Linked DNA regions of Mus musculus: all the other regions are linked to region 4. A link is a contact called in public Hi-C, HiChIP or PLAC-seq and promoter capture Hi-C data. All regions are on one chromosome and are shown on one strand. The core of a region is the stretch at or near the end of the contact, and the rest is flanking DNA. Distances in the headings are between cores, read along the strand shown.

The links. A called contact is a pair of places that touch in the nucleus more often than the background predicts. HiChIP or PLAC-seq counts read pairs in DNA pulled down with a chosen protein or histone mark. Capture Hi-C pulls out chosen DNA fragments and counts their contacts.
Region 1: a contact with region 4 is called in a Hi-C map of B cells, with 1.4 times the contacts expected there. The contact joins the enhancer-like site here to the promoter of Sh3bgrl3 in region 4. A contact is called at or near these places in 1 of 39 promoter capture datasets (the C10 cell line), 1 of 15 datasets of contacts at CTCF or cohesin (CD8 T cells), 6 of 484 Hi-C or Micro-C datasets (B cells, the N1E-115 cell line, embryonic stem cells and 2 more), 9 of 115 datasets of contacts at active chromatin or transcription factors (T-cell acute lymphoblastic leukemia, bone marrow-derived dendritic cells, effector CD8 T cells and 4 more) and 2 of 9 other capture datasets (adipose tissue and pancreatic islet).
Region 2: a promoter capture Hi-C map of adipose tissue shows a contact between it and region 4. The contact joins the promoter of Slc30a2 here to the promoter of Sh3bgrl3 in region 4. A contact is called at or near these places in 8 of 39 promoter capture datasets (the 3T3-L1 cell line, 3T3-L1-derived adipocytes, embryonic stem cells and 4 more), 2 of 484 Hi-C or Micro-C datasets (the G1E-ER4 cell line and the N1E-115 cell line), 4 of 115 datasets of contacts at active chromatin or transcription factors (bone marrow-derived dendritic cells, embryonic stem cells, forebrain and 1 more) and 2 of 9 other capture datasets (adipose tissue and pancreatic islet).
Region 3: a promoter capture Hi-C map of pancreatic islet shows a contact between it and region 4. The contact joins the promoter of Extl1 here to the promoter of Sh3bgrl3 in region 4. A contact is called at or near these places in 2 of 39 promoter capture datasets (the SN4741 cell line and stem cell-derived epiblast-like cells), 2 of 484 Hi-C or Micro-C datasets (the N1E-115 cell line and embryonic stem cells), 2 of 115 datasets of contacts at active chromatin or transcription factors (embryonic stem cells and kidney) and 2 of 9 other capture datasets (adipose tissue and pancreatic islet).
Region 5: a FOXA1 HiChIP or PLAC-seq map of pancreatic cancer cells shows a contact between it and region 4. The contact joins the enhancer-like site here to the promoter of Sh3bgrl3 in region 4. A contact is called at or near these places in 1 of 15 datasets of contacts at CTCF or cohesin (CD8 T cells), 5 of 484 Hi-C or Micro-C datasets (all in embryonic stem cells), 9 of 115 datasets of contacts at active chromatin or transcription factors (bone marrow-derived dendritic cells, effector CD8 T cells, embryonic stem cells and 3 more) and 3 of 9 other capture datasets (adipose tissue, liver and pancreatic islet).

The regions. Positions count from the first base shown.
Region 1 is chr4:133,927,445-133,931,623 of GRCm38.p6, reverse strand. No RefSeq gene overlaps it. Among named protein-coding and RNA genes, the nearest start is that of Hmgn2, 38 kb to the left of the region's middle. Within about 2 kb of position 2,318, at least 100 of the 459 cell types and tissues checked have an H3K27ac peak or open chromatin away from gene starts, as enhancers often do. A contact at or near this core is called in B cells, CD8 T cells, the N1E-115 cell line and 6 more, where this site is marked.
Region 2 is chr4:134,340,071-134,344,653 of GRCm38.p6, reverse strand. It overlaps Slc30a2 (solute carrier family 30 (zinc transporter), member 2), which reads right to left and starts at 1,608. Exons shown (of 8, transcript NM_001039677.2): 1 at 1,318-1,608; 2 at 438-646. The coding sequence starts at 1,367.
Region 3 is chr4:134,369,526-134,374,290 of GRCm38.p6, reverse strand. It overlaps Extl1 (exostosin-like glycosyltransferase 1), which reads left to right and starts at 1,744. Exons shown (of 11, transcript NM_019578.2): 1 at 1,744-3,333. The coding sequence starts at 2,573.
Region 4 is chr4:134,125,847-134,130,303 of GRCm38.p6, reverse strand. It overlaps Sh3bgrl3 (SH3 domain binding glutamic acid-rich protein-like 3), which reads left to right and starts at 1,571. Exons shown (of 3, transcript NM_080559.2): 1 at 1,571-1,688; 2 at 2,219-2,386; 3 at 2,498-2,898. The coding sequence starts at 1,641. The coding sequence ends at 2,563. It overlaps Cep85 (centrosomal protein 85), which reads left to right. Exons shown (of 14, transcript NM_144527.3): 14 at 1-446. It overlaps Ubxn11 (UBX domain protein 11), which reads right to left. Exons shown (of 15, transcript NM_026257.3): 13 at 4,024-4,097; 14 at 3,798-3,938; 15 at 3,524-3,718. The coding sequence ends at 3,547.
Region 5 is chr4:133,901,686-133,906,244 of GRCm38.p6, reverse strand. No RefSeq gene overlaps it. Among named protein-coding and RNA genes, the nearest start is that of Rps6ka1, 16 kb to the right of the region's middle. Within about 2 kb of position 1,739, at least 34 of the 459 cell types and tissues checked have an H3K27ac peak or open chromatin away from gene starts, as enhancers often do. A contact at or near this core is called in CD8 T cells, microglia and pancreatic cancer cells, where this site is marked.

The DNA.
Region 1 (4,179 bases), core at 1,069-3,568, 200 kb after region 4:
AGGACCTCTATAACTATGACTGTTAAAAATGTGGACAGCCCGGGGGCCCTACTGACCACACAAAAAAAAAAAAAAAAAAAAAAAAGTCGCAGCACAGCGCCCTCTACTGGACGGGAATAAATCTCATCGTTACCAGCCTGGGACTGTGGAACTCTGAAATTCTGAAATTAAACCCCTTCATGTATCTGGTGCAGGGTTCAGGGGACTGGAGAGGTGGTTCGGCTTTTAACAGAACTGGCTGTTTTTCTGGAGGACTGGGGTTCGATTCCCAAAACCCACAAGGCAGCTCAGACTGATCTGTAACTCCAGTTCAGGACTTTTGATACCAGCATACAGACATACATGCAGAAAAAACACTAATGGACATCATATAAAAATATATTATACATACATACATACATACATACATACATACATACATACATACACACACACACACACACACACACACACACACATCCTATTCAAGATCCATGAATCCAAAGTGCTTTACAGGAGGCAAGTGAGGCCTGGTTGGCAGGCCTTTTGAAGATAACAACTGTGTGTTTCCCATGCCAAGTATGTAACAATCATGCCAAAAGATACCCAGCTAGCACACTGCACTTACTGGGAAAGGGCCTAAGAATCTACTCTAACAGGAAACATTTCATTCTTAAAAAAACAAAACAAAACAAAAAACTGATTTTATTATATATGTATTTTTAAAGTGTGTGTGTGTGTGTATATGTGTGTGTATATGTGTATATGTGTGCGTTTGTGTGTGAATGTGTGTGTGTGTGGTCTCCTGTGTGCACATGGATGCCATCATCAGACCCTGGAGCTGAAGCTGAGGCAGTTGTGAGCCACCATATAGAAAGAATAGCAAGTTCTCAGGCCTGGCGTGGTGGTGCACACCTTTAATCCCAGCACTTGGCAGGCAGATTTCTGAGTTCGAGGCCAGCCTGGTCTACAGAGTGAGTTCCAGGACAGCCAGGGCTACACAGAAAAACCCTGTCTCAAAAAAAAAAAAAAAAAAAAAAAAGAATAGCAAGTTCTCTTGGCCACTAATTACCCCTGGACTGTCTCAGACCCATCAGCTCCCGAATAATGACACGGAGACTTCGTACTGTTATTTATGAGAGCTTAGACACTATAGCTAGGCATCTTCCTGCTAGCTCCAACCCGACTAGTTCCAGTTCACAACCACAGGGCCCATTCCCTCTCATTATCACTACATGTCTCTATCTCGAATCCTACCCCCGATCGATTCTTCCCACAATTCCTCCCTCTACCCAGAAGTCCTGCCTTTTCTTTCCTGCTTCAGCTATTGGCTATCAGAACTAATCAGAAGGTTATGGAGATGATGTCTACAAAATATTGAGACAGGTGATGACCCATAAAAGTAATGCCCAAGTATGGCCAGTACTTAACTCTCTGGGGGACAGAAATCAACGTTTGATTAATACATAGACACCCTTTACACAGAGTGCAAAATGATTATCCTGACAACTAAGCCTTCGATCCAGCCCAAAATTTCGTGCTTAATATTTTCCTGTCTTTTGTACCCATTATATTCCGTAGGGTCCAAACTACAAGTAGCAAAGTGAGGACAGAAATCAGGAATTGATAGATGTGTGAAATTTAAATAATGAAAAGGTCAAAAGTGTCTCAGCAAAGTTTCGGGGTTTTTTTGTGTTTTTGTTTTGGTTTTGGTTGGTTTTTTCGAGACAGGATTTCTGTGTAGCCCTGGCTGTCCTCAAACTCACTTTGAAGACCAGGCTGGCCTCGAACTCAGAAATCCACCTGCCTTTGCCTCCCAAGTGCTGGGATTAAAGGCGTGTGCCACCATGCCCGGTGCAAACAGTTTTAACAATCGACTCTATAGTGATTAATCTGTAAATATTATTAGAAATTTTGAAAAATAAATGCATTTCTTTCTCTTTTGACAGGGAGTCATTTAGCTCAAACTGACTTTGAACTCCCGACTCTCCTGCAGTATTAATTCCAAATGCAGGAGCTGGAGCAGAGGCCATAGAGGGACGCTGCTTACTGGCTTGCTGTCAGTGGCTTGCTCAGCCTGCTTCTTTAGAGACTTCAGGACTCAGGCCAAGGATGGCACCACCCACAACGGGCTGGGCCCTTCCCCATCAATCACTAACTAAGGAAACTCCACGGGCTTGCCCGCAGCCCGATCTATGAAGGCATTTTCCTGACTCTCTCATTTCAGATGACTCCAGCTTCTGTCAAGTTGGCATAAAACTGGCCAGCACAGCTTTAATCTTTGGGATTTCCTGAATTGTTCTACATACAAGTACAGGGTGTCTGTCTTCTATGCTTTTCCTGTAAACTAACCGGGAAAATCTATTAAAGCATAAAACAAATAGAGGGTGTGGTTGTCTACAGGAGAAGCATCACCGTGGGCTCGGGTAACTGAACCGGGGTCTCCGGTGAGTGGTGCTGCCCCAGGCGGTTGTGGGACCTTTGGGAGGAGTGGTCTTTGCAGGGGGAAGAACTTCATCCGGGCCTTTGAGAGGTTGTAACCCCACTTCCTCTTAGCCCCCTCTGCTTCCCACGTGAGGAGTAAAGTGATCTCTGACCTTCCTGCTCTAACTGCCATTTGCTACACTCCACAGGACTCTCTCTCTCTCTGTAATTGTAAGGCCGACTGAACACTTCCTAAAGTTTGCTTTTGGTCACAGCGGTTTTATACAGCAACAGAAAAGCAACTAATACAGACGGCGTGGGACCCTGGAATTCAAAGAACAAAAACCACCAAAGCCATAGCATCTTTATGATGGCCTCCACCGTTTCCTGTCATTGCCCATCACAGACAGGCTTATCCCATTATGACGTCATGTGTCCCTTCCTTCTGGGACTGCAGCTCAGTGGGAGGGGTTCTTGCCTGGCACACAGCTTGTCACACTTTGGTTCCCAGTGCTGCTGAAAGTGAGGAAACCATATCGAGTTTCTCTTTTCACCAGGCAATGGTGGCGCACACCTTTGATTCCAGCATTCAGGAGGAAGCCAGCAGATCTCTCTGAGTTTGAGGCCAGCCTGCTCTAAAGAGTGAGTTCCATGGGACTGGAGAGATGGCTCAGCGGTTAAGAGCAGGGACTACTCTTCCAGAGGTCCTGAGTTCAAATTTCTGTAACCACATGGTGGCTCACAACCATGTGTAATGATGTCTGACGCCCTCTTCTGGTGTGTCTGAAGACAGCTACAGTGTACTTAGATATAATGATAAATCTTTACAAATAAATAAACAAATAGTGTTCCTATCTCCAACCTGGAAAAGCTTGCCCTTACTAATTTATTATCAGCCCTAAACTACAGTGGCTGGTCCCACTTGGCCCCTGTCAAACATCAATGGCCACCCCCTGTAGTAGTAGTGGCCACAGGCCCCAGCTCCCCCTCCCCCAGCCCTTGCCTCGGAGACCACATGGTTTCTGTGTTCTTCCCCTCAAAAACATGGCAGAAAACCTCTCTCCTTTTCCTCCTGGCACCCAGAAGTCCCGCCTATAACTTCCACCCAGCAATTGGCCTCCGACTTTCTTTACTGGCAAATCAAGAACTAATTGTAGAACAAGACCTTAGCATCAGAACTGCCCTCTTCTTTTCTTTTCTTTTCTTTTCTTTTCTTTTCTTTTCTTTTCTTTTCTTTTCTTTTCTTTTCTTTTCTTTTCTTTTCTTTTCTTTTCTTTTCTTTTCTTTTCTTTTCTTTTCTTTCCTTCTCTTTTCTTTTCTTTTTTTTTCTTTCCTTTCCTTTCCTTTACTTTCCTTTTCTTTTTTTTTTTTCTTTTTTTTTTTTTGAGACAGGGTTACTCTGTGTAGCCCTGGCTGTCCTGGGAACTCACTTTGTAGACCAGGCTGGCCTCGAACTCAGAATCCACCTGCCTCTGCCTCCCAAGTGCTGGGATTAAAGGCGTGCACCACCACGCCCAATTTAGAACTGTCCTTTTCAAGGTCTTGAGTTCGGGTCCTAAGAACCTAGGGAAGCCTGTGTACTAGCATTGCACCCCTAACTTCAGCTTGCTTATGTAGTAGCACTGCACCCCTAATCTCAGCTTGCCCAACAAAACATTGGAGGCAGAGACTACAGACTCCCTGGAAGCTCCAAAGCCAGCCAGCCTGTTCTACAGGAAGTGATCATCAGTATAAGGCCCTCCCTCTAACATACACAAGTTGTCTTCTGACCCCTGA
Region 2 (4,583 bases), core at 359-2,858, 210 kb before region 4:
GTAGAGGCACATGAAAGGCAGAGACAGGCAGGTCTCTGAGTTCGAAGCCAGTCTGGTCTAAGGGAGTTATAACAGCCAGGGTTACACAGAGAAACCCTGTCTCGAAAAATAATAAACAAACGAACAAACAAACAAATAAATAATGGTGGTTGTGGTGTCACATATCGTTAATCCCAACACTCTAGAAGCAGAAACAGACAGATATGAGTTCTAGGCAAGCAAAGTGAAAGCTCAAAAAAAAAAAAATAGAAAGAAAGGAAGGAAGGAAGAAAGAAAGAAAAAAGAAAGAAGAAAAAGTAACCAATAAAACGGGTAGCTATTACTGCCATTAGCATTAATGTAAACATTCAGCCTATGTGCACAGCAACTTTCACTTAATTCACACACACACACACACACACACACACACACACACACACACACACACACGGCCTTACCAATGATTTCGCCAATCATGAACACCAGGCAGATGGCAGAGGCCACATAGAGTTTGCGTCGGGCCCTCTGCTTCTCGGGGTCAGGGTGACTTCCAGAATCCTTCTGGGCATGGCAATAATGGTTGCTCTGGACAGCCAGCTCAACCGCGGGCAGGTCCACAGGAGGGATCCGGCTAGCTTCACTCTTCCACAGAGATCCTAAGAAGGACCTGGAGGCAAGAGGAAGGACAGGAGACCGCTCAGCCGGAGACGGGGGAGGGGGCACTGGGCCAGTCTCTGGGAGTTATTGCTAGTCTGCTGTTTCCAGAACAAGTAAGAACACTCCGAACCCCGCGTTGGCTGGCGGGTAAGCAGAGGTATGCAGCCAATGTTACAGGGGGGTGGGTGTGGTATTGGGGAGGTGAGTCTTGGGACCTTGTTCTATGATGGTCCCCTGCTCCTCCACCCATTCCCAGGCTGAGAGCTTTGCGAACTAGCCAAAGGGCAGTCAGTCCGGTCGAGCTCAGAGAAAGAGCTCTGAGCAGAGTTCTGGCTCAAACAGCAGCTAAAGACCATAGCTCAGCGCACCCAAGGACACCGGGCCTCCCCACCTCAGGGCTGCCCGGGATCAAAGTGCTGGAGTGAAGGCGGGGTTCCAGGCACCCTACGTCCCACTCGGGCGTACAGGCAGGCAGCGTTCAGGAACTGTGTGCTTGGCCAGGTGAGACAGGTGATCCCTGAGGCTACGAGGCCGCCGCCAATTTCCTTTCTCTTGCCTCACCCCATCCCTCGGATCGGGTCCCAGTTCAAGCCCCCGCTCGGACCAACCACAGCCGAGATGGTCAAAGAGGAGGTACGTGTGATGCTGCCCAGCTTCCCGCCCCTTGGGGCTTGAACTTACCGGGCTCCGCGCGTGCTCTCCAGCAGGTTCTGCTTGTCCATAGTCTGCATGCCGCCTCTCTCGGTGCGCCCTCGAAGTTGCGCGCGGGACGATGGCAGCTCGCAGTCACCTTCCACCTTCCGCTCCGGCCCTGCCGCTGCGCCCCGCGCCCGCCCGCTTTATCCCCGGCCCTCCTCGCCACCTGGTGTGAAGCCGCCCGCCGCGCGTCGTGTGCAAAAGCCCGCGGGGAGGGGGGAGGGTGGCCGGCTGCAAAGGGAATTGCGGCTCTGCCCCCAGGACCTGACCCCTGCATCCCCGGAGCCCGAAGGAGCTGAGCCGGACTGCGACCTAAAGTTTTTGCCTGGAGCAAAGAGAAAAGCACTTGCTAAGAGTTGCCTAGAGTTGCTAAGTTAGGACTGGATGACCACAAAACCCACTCTTCCTGGAATCCTGTAGAAAAAAAAAAGCCTTGGAATCCAAGTTTCTAGAAAATCGGCCTGGCGTGGTGGCATACACATTTAAGGCCAGCAATGGGGAAGCTGAGTCAGGCAGATCTCTAGGTTCGAGGCCAGACTGGTCTACAGAGTAAGTTTCACGGCTACACAGAGTGTCTCAAAAAACAAAACCAACCAACAATAAACCCTCAGAAAAAGAAAAGAAAGAAAATCCTTCGATTGCCCTTAGGGTAGGGATGTGACTAGCAGCTTTGATGGGGGCTACTGCGGGGAAGAGAGACTTCCTGGAATTGGATTCTTGGTGCAAGGGAGTGACAGGGGGCTGGTGCTCTTGCCCCGTGGCTGCAGCCAGAGAGGATCTGCCTCCCCCTTGCTGGGGCGGTGCCCCACAATAGGGCTGTTGGAGTTACAGACCCATTTTGAAAGTTCCTCCTGCCTTGCACTCTCTGATTGCGATCTGGAGTGGCCAGATCGGCCGCTTTATCTCCGTCTCTACAAAGAACAGTGTCCTGTCTTTTTAACCGATGCTATCTGGGGAGAACAGACACACTGCAGGAGACTGTGTACCCCAGAAGCCCAGCAAATTCCTAAGAGATGATGTGGGACCTTCAACGGAGAAGACCACACCCCACACTTTTCTCTTCTCTTCTCTTCTCTTCTCTTCTCTTCTCTTCTCTTCTCTTCTCTTCTCTTCTCTTCTCTTCTCTTCTCTTCTCTCCTCTCCTCTCCTCTCCTCTCCTCTCCTCTCCTCTCCTCTCCTCTCCTCTCCTCTCCTCTCCTCTCCTCTCCTCTCCTCTCCTCTCCTCTCCTCTCCTCTCCTCTCCTCTCCTCTCCTCTCTTCTCTTCTTTCCTTTCTTTTCTTTCTTTTCCTTCCCTGAGACAAGGTTCTCTGTGTAGCCCTGGCTGTCCTGGAACTGGCCATGCTCTGTAGACCAGGCTAGCCTCGAACTTAGAGTAGAGATCTACCTGTTTCTGCCTCTCCAGTGTTGGGATTAAAGGCATGTGCCACTATACCCAGCTTGCCCTATGTATTCCAAACAGTCTATTTTTGGGGGGATTGGGCTCTGCGATTCACTCTCCCCCCACAGCTCAGTGCTGATAGATATCTCCTTCCGGTTGATGATCTCTGTACTCAGTCACTCCATCTCCTAGATTCTTCATGACCTCAGCTTGGAAAGTATAACTGGGGGTGTAGTTTGTGGATTGAGCAGTCATGCACAAAGCCTTGGAGCCTATCCAGTGCCCAGTGCGGGAGAAGGAAGTGTGAGACCCCGACTTAAAGCGTTTCTCCCTGAACGGTAAAGCCCCTAAACGTTCCCCCAAGCTTGTTTTCCCTGATCTCTAAAAATACAGCCAGAAAGAAGCTCTTTGTTCTCTATAGCCAGCAAAAAGCCTTTTTGTTTCTAAACCTTACAACCAGAGATGTGATCATTGTAAAAAGATCTAACCAGGCCCTTGCCTGGCTCCCTGTGCCAAGGACACGGAGATAAACTCCACAAAGAAGAGCTACAACTCACTCCCCACTCCTCATGCCTTGTAATTTTACCAAGGACACCTGCCAGAGAAGAGCTGTAGCCAAACTCCTCCCAACTTCTCACTTTTTCCTTTAAAAGCCCCCTACTGTTACCCCTTGGGGTCGAACTCCCCTGCCCTGCACAGCTGCAAAAGGAGTTCGTTCTCAGCTAGCTGACAACAAAGCCTCTTGCAGTTTTGCATCAGGTGTGGTTTTCTCTCGAGTTATTGGGGTGCCAGCTCATCCCGGGACTTGAGCGGAGGTCTCCCCAGTTTCGGGGGTCTTACAGAAGGAAAGGCCATGTGTATCACTACGGCCATGGTTAGCCCAGGCTAGAAATGACCACGTCTAGCCCAGGCTAGAAATGAGACTGTAAACCTCAGAGGAAAGACTGGTCTGGACATGACGGGACTGGGGTAGCATGCAGACTCGAGTTCCAGCCTCAGCACCATATTAACCAGTGGAATGGCATATGCTTGTAGTCCCACCTCTGCAGAGATGGAGGGGAAAAGGGATCAGAAGTTCAAGGTCCCCTTTGGCTTTATGGCTACTTTGAGGCCAGCCTGGGGTACTTACGACTTGCAGGCCCTGTCTCAAAAAGACAAACAATAATGAAAAGAAACCCATACCAAATCCTCTCAGTTAGAGAAGTGGGAACAGAAGAAACAAGTATTTCTGGGTGCATAAGCCTGGAATTCAGCTGATGGGGGAGCAGGGACAAGAACTCTCCTCCCCTGGTGTGATGGTTTGTACTAAAACCATAAGGAAGACACCTGGTCAGCTTGGTTCAGGACTGAGTACCTAGGTGGGCATTTAACACCTATGAAGTTAAATTGAAACACACAGGAGACCCTGACAAGGTCACACGGGCTTGCAATCCAACAGTTTAGGAGCCTTGGGCAAAAGGCTAGCCTGGGCAATTTACTGGGACCCTGTTCCAAAGTGAAAAAGGACTGGGGTGTGAGCTTGGTGGTAGAGGACCCCGACTAGGCACAAAGTCCTTAGTCCAGTCCCTGGTCCTGTAAACATGAATTAGGTGAGAGGCAGCAAGTGCTGTTTGAGGGAGTCTCTATAGAATAACCACAGATTGCTGTCATATCTTACTTAGGGAGAAAGATTGTGACAGTGTGCTGGACGTGGTGGCGCACGCCTTTAATCCCAGCACTCGGGAGGCAGAGGCAGGCGGATTTCTGAGTTCGAGGCCAGCCTGGTCTACAAAATGAGTTCCAGGACAGCCAGGGCTACACAGAGAAACCCTGTCTCAAAAACCAAAAAAAAAAAAAAAAAGACTGTGACAGTGTGTTAGAACACCTTTATCT
Region 3 (4,765 bases), core at 495-2,994, 240 kb before region 4:
TTTATACAGTGAACCCAGGTTTGGTTCCTAGAACCCACATGGCAGCTCGCAATTATCTCTAACTTCAGTTCCAGTGAATCTGATGCCCTCTTCTGGCCCCCCTAGGCACAGGGCATGCATACTGTAATACTGTAGACAGGCATGCACAGGCACACACACACACACACACACACACACACACACACACACACACACACACACAGAGGCAAACACTCATACACACCAAATAAAAATAAATATGTTTTTAAAATGAATGGCCAGGTATGGTAACATATACCTTTAATCCTAGCACAGGGGACACAGAGACACGCAAGATCAAGGCTAGCCTGGTTTATATAGTGTGTTCTTGGCTACATAGAGAAACACTGCCTCAGAATAAAAGAGAAGATGTATAGATAGATGGCTTAGGACCTGGCTAAGCCATGGGAATACAGGCAAAGTTACTCAAGTTCCCTGAGCCTCAACTTTCTCTTCTGTAAAATGGGAATGATAGTAATATCTCCTTTATAGTCATTTCCAGCGTGCTCAGGACATAGTCACCTACACTATTACTCTTATTCAGCATGGCACTTCCAGTGCCTCCCTGGGAACCTGGTCCAAGTTAGGATGCGAAGGATCTCTTAGATGATTGAACATGGATGTGGCCAGAGCAAGCTTGAGCCCCTGAAGGAGGGTCCTGGCTCTGACTCAGGAGTCTCAGCCGCTTCCTAGAGGAAGGGAACCTTCTGCCAATTCCAAGCCTGGTGGGATGGCAACAGCGCATGCCCACACCTGTCTCCTGCGTGAGAAAGCCTGCGGTTTGCCTGAGCAGCTGTCTATCACGGAGCGACCTACCTCTTACTGCAAGAGGCCAGATTCTTCTTGATCCCATTTTGAGGATGTTCCTGGGCACCTCACTGTGCCCTGCCCTCAGGCTGCTCACCAAGGAGGAGAGGCCAGCGGAAGGATACTTCCTTGTTGAAGGACACCCCACCAAGTGCTCTTGTAGGACCTACAATAGCAACCCTCCAAGGGAATGATGTTAATCCATTTTAAAGATGCAGGTAGACACTGCCCAGCTCCATTCAGTGGCCGAGGGGACAAGAAGAGGCCCCATCAGGCCAGGCTCTGAGTTCAAATCTTCACCTGGACACATCAAAGCTGGGTCACCTTAAGAAAGGCAATCCCTGCTCTGCGCTTCATTTTTCTCAATAGTAAAAAAGACAAAAGAGCTGGTGATGTAATTCAGTGATAGAATACTTGTCTAGTGTGCACAAAGCCTTGGGTTCTACTCCCAGTACCACAACATCAATTCTAAAAATAGACAATGATAATCGTAATAAAAGGGGGGGGGAAAGGCAGATAAACATCTACTTTGGATCACTGGTAAAGACCTTGGAGAGAAGCAAACTGTCAATCCACAGCCACCAGTGAGGTATGGTGCCCTCCTGACCATTATTAATCTTCCAGAGCCAGGCGTGATGGCAGGTAGCTGGCATTCGAGCACTCCGAGGTGAAGACAGATTGATCAGGGACTCAAAGTCCTTGGTTGCAAGGTGGGTTTGAAACCAACCGGGGCTACAGGAACATCCCCACCCCCCTCGTCTCAAAAAAAAAAAAAAAGGAAAAAGAAACGAAACGGTACCCCAGCGAAAGAGGTTGCAAGGGGTTAAGTGGAAACCCTGCCTCCTAGCCAGGAGCCAATCAGAGCTGGCGGGGGTGTGGCCAGGCTGCTGCTGCTGCGAAAGAGAGCTGGACCGACTTGATACCTTCTGGAGTGGGACCTGGAGCTGCCGGCTGGACCTGTGGGGCAGGAACAGGAATTTGGAGCGTAGGTCTTGCCCTCTGCCCTGTGACAGCTCCTAGCCGGAGGGTGCAGAGCAGCTGCCTGGGTTAGGGGCCATAGCCGAGGGGAAGAAGACCACACTCCGAACCTTCTCATTCCCCAGGCGGCGGGCATGGGATGCACTCCGGCTCCAACTTCAGCTGGCTCTGGTGGCCCACATGGACACAAGGTCTATTTATAGTTCTGCCACAGAAGGCCAGCCACCAAACACAGGGGTAGCCAGGGTTTTTTTCAAGAGCTTTTGGGGCAGAGGGAAGAGTGGGAGAGGACAGTCCTGCCTCCTTCTACATCATCCTTGGCCACCCCCTCCCGATACCCACTCCCCATGAACCCAGACAGTTCTCCATAGATAGCCTGCCCTTGGGTCAAGGGTAAGATCAGGGGTGCAGTCCTGAGCGCAAATGGACACGATCTTGTGGTCTGGACAAGGGTTGCATCAGCCCGAGCAGTGGCCCAGGGCAGAGGTCCCGATGAGAGGGCAAAGGGTGGCAAGGTTGTGTGAAGGTAGAGAAAGCAGTCGGAGAGTGGGAATGCAAATTTAGAAAGCCAGAGCCTCCTTGGACTTCCCACGAGGGGTCAATCCCACAGGTGGCCAATGGTTAGTCGAACTTAGCTAGGGGACCTGCCTTCAATGGTGAGAGCGCTGGACCAGAAGGCTGATTTCCAGCTCCCTCCTGCCTGGGGTCGCCTCCTCCACTTGCTACAGAAATTCCTCACTTCCTTCTAGTCCTAGCTGTTGGTGGCCACATGCTGTGGAGAAGAAAGTCCTTCTGGCTGGCGTTGTCAGCCTTCTGGCTCCTCCTCGTCCTCCTAGGAGTCTTCCCCCTTCGCCTGGCAGTGTTGCCCGGTCCTCTTCCAGGGCGCTCCCAAGGCTGGCCCCGCTGGCTGGATGCTGCCTTCTTACAGAGTTTCTCCCAGTCTGAGACGAACCCAGAAGATGTCGCACAGCTCCCTCGGGTCTCTCGGGGAAGCAGCTGCACCTGGGGAGCCTGCTTTGACACCTCCAAGTGTAGGGGAAAGGTCCTCAAGATCTTTGTGCACTCCCCGGCTGGTCCGACCTCTGAGGCTCAGCGCAGGATCCTGGATTCCTTGGAAGGCTCCCGCTACTCTGCACTCAGCCCAGCAGACGCTTGCCTTCTCCTTTTTCTCCCCAGCCAGGATCGTAGAGGAGCCTGCGGGCCCCTGCCTCCGAACTGGAACGGAGGCCGGAACCATCTGGTGTTGAGTCTCTACCCAGCCCCTTGCACCAGGCTGGGACAGGCGATGGTAGCTGAGGCCAGCCCCTCCTCGGACATCTTCCGACCGGGCTTCGATTTAGCGCTCCCGTATCTCCCCGAAGCTCACCCATTGCGAGGTGGGGCTCCCGGCAAGCTGCAGCAGCACAGTCCCCAACCTGGGGCCACCTTACTGGCGGTAGCAGAGGAGAAAGGCAGGTGGCGTATCACAAGCACCCACGCCTCAGCCTGCCTCTGGGACAGGCACTGTGAGCAAGACCCTGGACCCCAGCAGTAAGTAAACCTACCCTTGGGGAGCCGCTGAGTGGGAGGGAACTCCTGAGTGGGAGGCGGCTGGGACAGGAGCAGATCCAGAGGATGGAGTGAAGGGTTAAGATTGTCATCCTGTCCGACAAACTCTCAGCCGCAGTAGGAGAGAGAGGGTTAAGACAGCAGAGCAGATCTCCACCAAGCTGGAGTGATAAGTCTCCGAGGGTGTGAAAGGCAGATTTTTGGAATTCTCCCTTGGGGATCTTAGAAACATAGCAGGCTGCCTCCCCCTCCCACCTCCTCCATGCCTGGTATGCTGGTCCCTCCTACTCTAACGTTTTATGTAACAGACATTTGTATACCATTCGCTCACTCGGGTGATAGCACTTCCATAAACAATGACGTGGTAGGGGGAAGTAGATCATAGTCATAAGGTGTGTTTACCTTACAAACATAGAGACATGAGTTCAAGCCCCCTCCCCCTCCGCTACCCCCACCCCATGAGACCTTCCGGTGTTGAGGAGGTAGAGACAGGAGGATCTAGAGCTCTAGCCAACCAGCTTAGGAGTTTCAAGATCAATGAGAGACCCTGAAGGTAGAGAGGTGGCTGAGTGGGCAAAGACACTTGCCACCAAGCCTGAGGGCTGGAGGGTTCTGTCGTCCCCCTGAGCCCACAAGTTTGAAAAAGAAGAGATTCCTGGAAATTGTCCTCTGACTTCTACACATGGTCCAAGGCACATGGGTACCCCACCCACTCACAGGACTGAACAAGACACCCACCCTCAAACTCTGGCCTATACACACACACACACACACACACACACACACACACAAGCTATTATGTATAGTAAAATAATTCTAACTGCTGTCGCTAAGGAGTCTGTATTCTAAAGAAGATATATATTAGGGAACTTAGCCATGGCCACCCGGCCAGAGTGAACACAGAACTGTCTGTCTCCGAAGGCTTCTGAGTTTTAAGCAAGAGTTGGGTTCAATCCTGTCCAAGGCCTCAGGGGAGCCACCGAACCTGGTAGCTGGTCCCAGCTGGAAACTGCTCCTGGGTCTAATTTTGGAGATTAATCTCTCAAGGAAATAACAGCCTCTGGTTTTAGAAATATGACTTAGGTCTGACTTAAAGAACTTCCTACCTGTGAGAATCCTTGTGTAGACATAAGGGGATGGAGACCTGTGCTGGGCACACTTCAGTGATGAAGCTGTGGTTACTCCTAACGACTGAACCCTTATGTGCCCAGCAGGTCAGCTGTCTCCTTCCAAGGTTGTGCTGGCTGTGGATCCCAAGGCTCCCTTTCCATATCCCCAGAGTTTATAGTCCCTCTGGAGTCTCTCTTTTTCTGTGTCTTCCTGTGGTCTCCCTCCCTGTCCTCCAACATGGCTACTCTGAGCTTCACCCTTCTCCCCGGGGACTCCCTCCCCTGGCCAAGTTCCAGTTCTACCT
Region 4 (4,457 bases), core at 322-2,821:
TAGGGATCGTCTCAGTTGTATCTGGTTATTTGGCCAGCCCTCAACCTCCTCTAGTTTGGATCCAAGGGCCCTGTATGTATGAGGAGTAAAGTAGTTGTGGGGGTGCAGACAGGACTTCTGCTAAGCCTTGGGGCTGTTAACAGCACCATGGACCTCCAGGGCCTGAGGGGCCGCTTTGCCAGTGTTTTAACAAGTTTATGTTTTCTTATGGAGTGGCTTACCTTTCAGAGTAATCACACCCAGCTGACCATCCCCTCAGCCTCCGGGCTGCTGCCTCCTTAAAACAGAGCTTCCTGGTTGGTTTCCACCCTGTTATCGGGAGCCCAGCCTCCATGCTCACGGGTATTTTTCTTCGTAAAGTTTATAAAGTTATTTATATGACTCTTTGTTAAGTCGACTGGTTTGTATTGCCTATTTTGATTACAGAATAAAACATTTAACAAACACTCCGGTTTCCTAGTGCCTCCCAGCGTCCCCTGCCAGCCTGCCTGTGACTCTTTTGAAGTGAGTTTAGGCAGATCCAGTGTGGAGGCTCAGTCTTCCCACTTCTGCTCTGGGTGGCGACAGATTAGTCTCTGCCCACACTCCTGTGTTGCAGAGAGCAACCGCCGCCAGTTGTCACTACAAAGTTGCACACCTCTCAGAGGTCAGCAGCTTCTGGGTTTCTGTGGCTTTGAGGAAATGACTTCCCCAGAAGCAGACAGGCAGTTTGCCTCAGCAGGCAGCAGAATTGTGTTGTTCCTGCGCCATTATTTATGTAGCCCCAGGTCTACTCTTGGGGCCTATAGTGAACCTGACAGAGCTTGATCCACAGTTGGAATGGGTGCTGGACTCTCTTCCATCTCATTAGCTGAATTCTTAAAGTTCAAAGATGTGGGGTGTCATTTGCAATGTAAAGGTAGAGTTAAGTTGGGATCACCCCAAAAATAGCTGTGCCAAGGGCCAGTGCAAGCCAGGTTAAGTCGGGGCACCAGCCTTTGACTCCGCACACTAGCACGCTCGCTGTCCCGCAGCCTACTTCCTCCCCCTGGCTCCTGAAGGGTGTGAGCCGCTCCCCCACCCCCTCGCTTACAGCCACCACCCCTTTCTTGTCTGAGCCTGTTTGAGTGGAGAGGTGCTTTAGAGAAAATGTCCTGGCTGCACTGGCCCTCCCCGCCCTCCAGCGCCCCACCACAGCTTTCCCCCCGGCCCTTGCTGTCTAAGCTTGCGAACTGACCCGCCTTCCAAAGTTCCATACTGAGCTGTGCTATTAAGAGACCGGGAGACCTGGGTGGCACTGCTTTGGCCACTGAATGTACACAACCCGGGTAGACTGGGGAAAGCTTTTAACTGAACCGGTCCGCCTGCCTTCCCAGCTTTTTCTGCCTTTTAGCCGGTCCCCAGCATGGGGCTGAGGGGGAAGTGGGGGAGCCAAGTAGCTGCAGAGGACAGGGGTCCTCCCGGCTCCAGGCCACGGAGCAGGGCGGGGTCATGCAGGCCCCGCCTTACCCGCCTGCGCAGCTCATTGGTCCCGAGAGCAGTGACTCGCGGGCGGAGCAGGAAGGAAACCGCTCCCAAGCGCGGCGGCGGCAGCGTAGTTCCTAGCCGTGCAGCTGCCGCTCCCACCGTCCCTCAGTTGGTCTGTGTCCCCCGCCTGCAGCATGAGTGGCCTGCGCGTCTACAGCACGTCGGTCACCGGCTCCCGAGAAGTAAGTGTGTGCCTGGGCCGGCGCCCGGAGAGGGTGGGCCGTCTCTGTGCTCCGACCAGCGCCCGGGAGCCGCCCCCACGATGGAAGCAGTGAGGTGCGGGGTATGGCCTCCCAGGTCTGGTCCAAGGGCTGGGCCCAGCCTGAACCCCCGCACCAAGGGCCCCTCGGCATCCCCAGCGTGAGCTGCCCACGCTCATTCCCCCAGTATAGGGCCATCCATTCTCTTGCACCAACCCCCGACCGCTTTAATCCCGCTTCCTCTCCACTGTGCGGCTGTGGAGGAGGAGATGTGTCTTGTAGAGAGGGCCTGCCCCTCGCCGAGTCTAGCTTCCCTGTCATGCACAGAACTTGCCCGTCTTCTTTCTGAAACTCTAGTAGTTTACCTGTCTATCCTTGGACCCTTCCCATCCCTTAGTGGCCAGAACCTCCCCTCAGAGTGGGCAGGATAGAAGCTGTTGCTCACACCCGAAGGAATTCCTCCCACAAATCCTTCAGCTTGCCTGCCAACCCTGTCAATCCTCCGCCCCTAGATCAAGTCCCAGCAGAGTGAGGTGACCCGCATCCTAGATGGGAAGAGGATCCAATACCAGCTAGTGGACATCTCCCAGGACAACGCCCTTCGAGATGAGATGCGAACCTTGGCTGGCAACCCCAAAGCTACCCCACCTCAGATTGTCAACGGGAACCACTACTGTGGGGTATGGGGTTTGGGTTCTGGGAGGTGTTGGAGGACTGCAGCCAGGGTCAGACCTGGGCAAACAACTGGGGTGCCCTGCACCTCGACTCAGGTGACTGCCTCCCTTCCTCAGGACTATGAACTCTTCGTGGAGGCCGTGGAGCAGGACACACTGCAGGAGTTCCTGAAGCTGGCCTGAGTCAGGATGGCCACCGATCCTATCCAGCTAGCTCTTCACCAGGCCTTGTAACCAACTCCTTGTCGTCCTAATCTGCAAACCCAGACCCAGACCCTTTCCGCAGCCGCCTCCTCTTCCTCCAGAGGCAACATTCCTTATTCACCAACTAGTCTCAAAAGATTGTCTTAAGCCCTGACGATGGCTGTCCCCAGCCACACCTTGGGGCATCCTCTCTGCCTGGCCCTGTCTGATGAGCATTTCTGTTGCTTCCATCAGCCAGAGCTCTGCCAAAGGCCCCGCATCCCCATCCTAGGAGTGCCCTAGAGACAATTAAATGTCCATTCCTCTGGTGCTGACTGCTTGTGGTGTCCGGGTCCCTGCCTGGCAGAGGCAGATAGTTCTGGTGGTGTTTGGACTGTCCCAGGGCTGCCGCTGCGTGTGCGTGTGCATGTGTGTATGTGTGTGGAACACATGGCTGGCTGGCAGCACATGACCATGATGGCTGAGTCACCCTGTTTCCCATGTAGGTTCTGCTGTCTGCCTGCCTGCCTGCCTGAGGGTGGCTGCCCCCGGGCTGCCTCCCGTGTTGGAGCTGACTGATTCAGTGTAGGGGGGTGATGGGGGCGTGTACAGCTGCAGCAGTATTAGATTGGGTCCATGGGGGTAGTTGTGGCACTGGTTTTGTGCACACTCTGGAGAAAGTATCCATGTGAGCTTGTGGATCTACATGCATCTGGTTGTCTTCAGAGGCCTCGCCCCCATTGAGGCTCCCCTGACCCAGCTGAGACAGAGAATGTCAGCCCAGCTAGGGCTGGCCACTCCCTCCACTGGATTCACTTAGTACAACTTGGAGAACAGGAACCCAGGGGACAAAGAGTCAGTGGCTATGCCGGCTGGGGCTCCAGTTATAGGCCTGAGCATCTCTACCACCCCCTCCCTACAGTTACAGGCCTAACCCCTCTCTGGAGAGCCTTGTGAAGCTTATGTCAGGGGCGGCACTTTATTCAGGGCAGTGAGCCTGGGCGGGAGATGGGGTTCGACAGCAGGGCTCTGCGGGTCCGCAACAGCAGCGTTGCATTGGGAACCAGGCCTGCGGCCTGCAGAGTCACTGTATCGTCCTGGTAGACCGTGGGCGGGAAGGTGCTCAAGATCTCAAAGGCAGCTGAATCCATGTCCCTGGATGGCCAGCAGAGTACATCAGGCCAGGCCGTGGAGCCAGGAACTCCCTGCAGCCCTAGTCCTGCCCTATACCCACCTGGCCTGTGCTAAGAGTTTCCGCACGTCGCCAATGGTATCCTCAGGCCACATCATCAGCAGGAAGGCCTGCTCTCCGTTCTCGGACTTGATGCGAAGCATGGAGAGCAGAGGCATTGGCATGTCAGGTGACTCCTGGCTCCTGCAGATCCAGAGGCCTTCAGCGCTCCCCAGCTCCCTGGTCCTTTCCTCTCCGCCCTGCTCCCATCTCTCTGCCTCGCCCTCACCTCTGCCGCTCAGAAGCCAAGGCAGGTGTCTCCACTATGATCTCCTGGATCCGGGCAGGCATTGGGCAGCAGTTCTGGAAGGCAGCCATGGAGAGTGGCTGGAGCCTAGGTCTCACCTAAATCATTCCCTCCGCCCTCAGGGAGGACTGGCTCATCTCTGAGCAGGGATAGATGGGACCAGTGAGCTAAAGAGCTGAGGTGTTCTGTGTCAGCTGAGGCCCAAGAAGAAAAGAAAAGGAAAGGAGGCTCTGGACGGTGACATTGTCATTCTCCAAGTCCAGCGTGGGAAACAAGCCCGCCCAGATGGTGGCCAGGCTTGGGGCCCTAACCTAGCCTGCAGTCATCTGAAAGGGAACAGAATTGAGGACATTCCCTACGGTATGATCACCCTGACCCACAGGAATATGAAAGGAGGGGTCTAGTTGGGAAACTGC
Region 5 (4,559 bases), core at 490-2,989, 220 kb after region 4:
CAGGACCTCTGGAAGAGCAGTCAGTGCTCTTAACCACGGAGCCATCTCTCCAGGCCAACTTCCAACTTTTAGTTTGTTTTTTTGTTTGTTTGGTTGGTTGGTTGGTTGGTTAGTTGGTTGGTTTTGGTTTTTTGAGACAGGGTTTCCCTGGCTGTCCTGGAACTCACTCTGTAGACCAGGCTGGCCTCGAACTCAGAAATCCGCCTGCCTCTGCCTCCCAAGTGGTGGGATTAAAGGTGTGCGCCACCACTGCCCGGCCTACATTTAGTTTTAAAAACCTTTTTTCCTGTAGAAAATGTCTGGTGTCCTCAGCCTGTAATCCCAGCACCTCAGGTGTTGAGACAAGAGGGTTGCAAACCCAAGTCCAGCCTGGGCACAGAATGAGTTCGGAGGTCAGCCTTGGCATCTCAGTAGAACCCTGTCTTAAACTAAGAAGAGGCTGTCCAGCTCAGAGGGCAGTGTGCTCCTCTGCTGTCACAGGTCTTCACTGTCAATTTGACTGGCTTTAGAATCTCCTAGGAGACCCACCCATGGGTGTGTTTATGCGGGCATTTCCAGAGACCTTTCACTTAGGAGGGAAGACCCTCTTTGATGTAGTGACACAAAGGAAAAGAGAAGATAAAATGCTACCAGCATCATCTCTCCCCACCACTCCCCATCCCCCCACCTATGTCACCCCCATTGTCACTTGCTATGCCACCTATTCCCCCACCCCATCCCCTACCCATTCCACCCACAAACCCCACCTCCCCACACCACTCCCCCCACCACCAGAAACCCCCCACATCTCTACCCCCACGTCCCTCTCCTCCTTCCTCCCTCCTTCCTCCTCTGTCCACCACTTCCTCACTGCAGACACTGTGCAACCAGCTAGCTGCCCAGAGCTCTTCCGGCTGGCTGTACCCTTCAATCAGCATCTTGTGAACCATGAGCCAGCAGACGCTCGCTCGCCATTAAATTGCTTTTTGCTAGTTCCTCGGCCATGGGAATAAGATGTAACTAATCTAGAGTGCTTGAGGCCCTCAGCTCAGTACCCCGTGCTGGGAGAGAAAAATGTCAACATCCCATCACATTAAAGAAAACTTAATCATTTGCCTCTCACCTTCAATAAGTATGAACATTTTTGCAAAATTTTTTCCCCTTTTGGGACTAAAATCTCTACAGGTCTGCAAAAAGAAAAATCAAAAGATTTTCCCAACCTCCTACTTGTCTCCTCTTTTATTTTAAAAAGTATCATTAGTGCTAGCAATATTTCAGGGTCTCACATAGCCAAGTGCTCTTAACCACTGAGCCCTCTCCCCAGCCCTCCCCACCCACTTTTACACGAGAGCTCCAACAATCAATCTAACTCAGCTCCCCGAGCTTGCTCTACCAGCTGAGCCATCTCACTTTTTATTTGTTCCCAGTGCTCTTTACTTGTGGAAACACCGAGGATTTGTCCCATCAGAGTTGCCATACTGTAGAAAATTTGTTGTTTCCTAGAAGTGTAGTTAAACTTGCTCTTGTGCCTTAGATTTCCAGTAAACGAAAAGTCATTTCCAGAGACTTGGTTAGAGGGGTTTAATGTGTTTGGCAACAGTACTTCATCGGCCACCGTCATCTGCACTTCAAGTGCTGTTTGTCATTTGTTTTCCAGACAGGCTGGATGGATTCTAGCCTGGCCTCAGACTCCCCTTAGAGGAGAGGATGACCTTGTATTCCGATCCTCTCGCCTCCACCTGCTGAGGGCTGGGGTTGTAGGTGAACACCACCATTCCCATTTGATTCAGTACCAGGGATAGAAGCCAGGGCCTCCTGCGTGCTAAGCAGCACTGTGACATCTGAACTGAATCTCCAGCTCGGTACACCCAATATTACAGCAAATCTGAAGTGCGTAATGTTTTAGCTGACATATTCTATTAGCTGACTAATCTGAGGCCTTATTGATCTCTTCCTTATAGAAGTCTCCGTCGGCCTTTCCCCTATTGGCTTTGCCGTCCACTAATGAGTCATTATGTTGTTAGGCATTGCCAAATGGTGATTTTTCTTACTCACGTTGCACTCATTACCTGGATAATTCTTCCATAAAAATGAACTTGTCCTAAGTATTTTATTCTCATGAAATACAGTTTATACAAGACAGGAAATGCTTCCTTCTTCGTGGCCATTTTTGTTTGTTTGTTTGTTTGTTTGTTTGTTTTTGCTTTGAGACAGTTAATAGGTTTTTCTCCACCAACGAGATAAGCTAATTCAAGCCAAATAGAGAGTAAAAAGGCAGGTTTATTTGGGGGCAGCTCACGGGCAGGTTCATGGGTTCCAAGAAATGGGGCTAACGCAGGTGGTGAGCTGGGGGTAGATTCCTCTGGTCTTCGGTCAAGAGCTGGGGCAGAAGTTAGACAGATTCACCCTGAACTTCCCGTGAGGTTCTGGGAAGGTCACCCTACAGCTCTGCACCATGCCCAAGTGGAGGGCAGAGGTGTCGGGGTGGGGAGGGGGTGGTATGGCCAGTGGGTGAGGAGGTCCCCACCATGGTACTGCCATTGGATATGTTCAGGAAACAAAGTTAGCTTGTTCTGAGCTGGGAAAGTCCCTTTTTGAGTTCCCTTCACATCTGAGGGCACTGGCAATTGTCTATGTCACCGAGGGGCCATGGGAAGCCTGGCTTGGTGCCAGCTTTGTCACAAACCCACTGTGTACATTGTAAGCTTCTTCCTCTCTGGGATTTAAGAGTCTTCCGTTTGTAAGATGGCCTACGTGAAAGCACGAAGCTAGACACCCACCAGAGCATGAGTGAGTGAGGAGGTCAGGGACGGCATGGAGCACCTGTGACACAGTCATCTAAGGGAGGGGACTAGGCAGGACAAGGACCCGGGTGGCCGACTTCTGAGAGAGGCTAGAAAGCTTTAATTTAAAAACTAGTAAATACTAGTTAACAACACCTGTAGCCAAAGCAAGAACAAAGTATGCGTCTGGGGCCAGGTGTTATGACACAGGGCTTTAATCCTGGCACTCAAGGGGACAGAGGCAGGCAGATCTCTTAAGTTCAAGGGCAGCAGAGTCTACAGAGCAAGTTTCAGGCTAGCCAAGTCTACAGAGTGAGACTCCCCTCTCCTTTCTCAAAACAACAAAAAGAAAAACTAACAAGAGGGCTGGTGAGCTGGCTCAGGGGTTAAGAGCACTGACTGTTCTTCCAGAGATCATGAGTTCAAATCCCAGCAACCACATGGTGGCTCACAACCATCCTTAAATGAGAAACATAGGGGGCGGAGTGAGCACGGGCAGGGTTGGAGCGAAAGGGAATGGGGGGGGGAAGAGGCGGGGGGAGGGGGGAACTAACTAACAAGCTAAGACAGGGACCAAGTTCATTCTCTAGCCTTCTCCTCCAAAAATAGCTCTGGGATCTAAAGTAGGTGAACTTCCTGTGTTAGCTTTAAAGTTCAGGCCGGAGGCTGGAGAAATGGCTCAGTGGGTAAGAGCAGCTTCAACAGGACCAGATCTGGGCCCCAGCAGCCCTGTAAGCCAGCTCACAAGTGTCTTTAACTTCAGCTGTAGGGGATCTGATGCCCTCTTCTGGCCTCTGTAGCTACTGCATCAGTGAACAAACCCATACTCTCACACACACATACATAATTAAAAGAATACAAATTTGGGGGCTGGAGAGATGACTCGCTCTACCAGAGGATCAGAGTTCAATTCCCAGCACCCACATGGCAACTTATAAGTGTCTGTAACTCAAGTTCCAGAGAGGCAGGACACCAATGCACAAAAAAAGTAACTCTTGCAGGGCGTGGTGGCGCACACCTTTAATTCCAGCACTCAGGAGGCAGAGGCAGGTGAATTTCTGAGTTCGAGGCCAGCCTGGTCTACAAAGTGAGTTCCAGGACAGCCAGGGTTATACAGACGAACCCTGTCTCGGAAAACCAAAAAAAAAAAAAAAAGAAAGAAAAAGATTTATTTATTTATATGAGCTATGTTCAGATACACAAGAGGGCATCAGATCCCATTACAGATGGTTGTGAGCCATCAAATGGTTGCTGTGAATTGAACTCGGGACCTCTAGAAAAGCAGTCAGTGCTCTTGACCGCTGAGCCATCTCTTCTGCCCTCCCCTTGTCCCCACCTCACTTTTTAAAAATCAGTAATGTAAGCCGGGCGTGGTGGCGCACGCCTTTAATTCCAGCACTTGAGAGGCAGGTGGATTTCTGAGTTTGAGGCCAGCCTGGTCTACAGAGTGAGTTCCAGGACAGCCAGGACTATACAGAGAAACCCTGTCTCGAAAAACCAAAAAAATTAAAAATTAAAAAAAAATCAGTAATATAGTGGTCATTATGGCAAACGTTCTAGGATTTTGCAGTGGAGAAATTGTAGGAGAAATGCCAAGACTGGCATGAAGTTGGGTTTGGGGAACAAAACCTAAGGACATACCAAAATCTCAATAATCAAGACAGTATGTTAGGACAGGGGAAGAGTCTCAAACTGGTAAAATCCCAGAGGCCACGGGTTTGATCCCTTGCACTAAATAAACTGGACATAGCTCTGCATGCCTATAAAAGGCCTGATGTTTTAAATAATACTACCTAT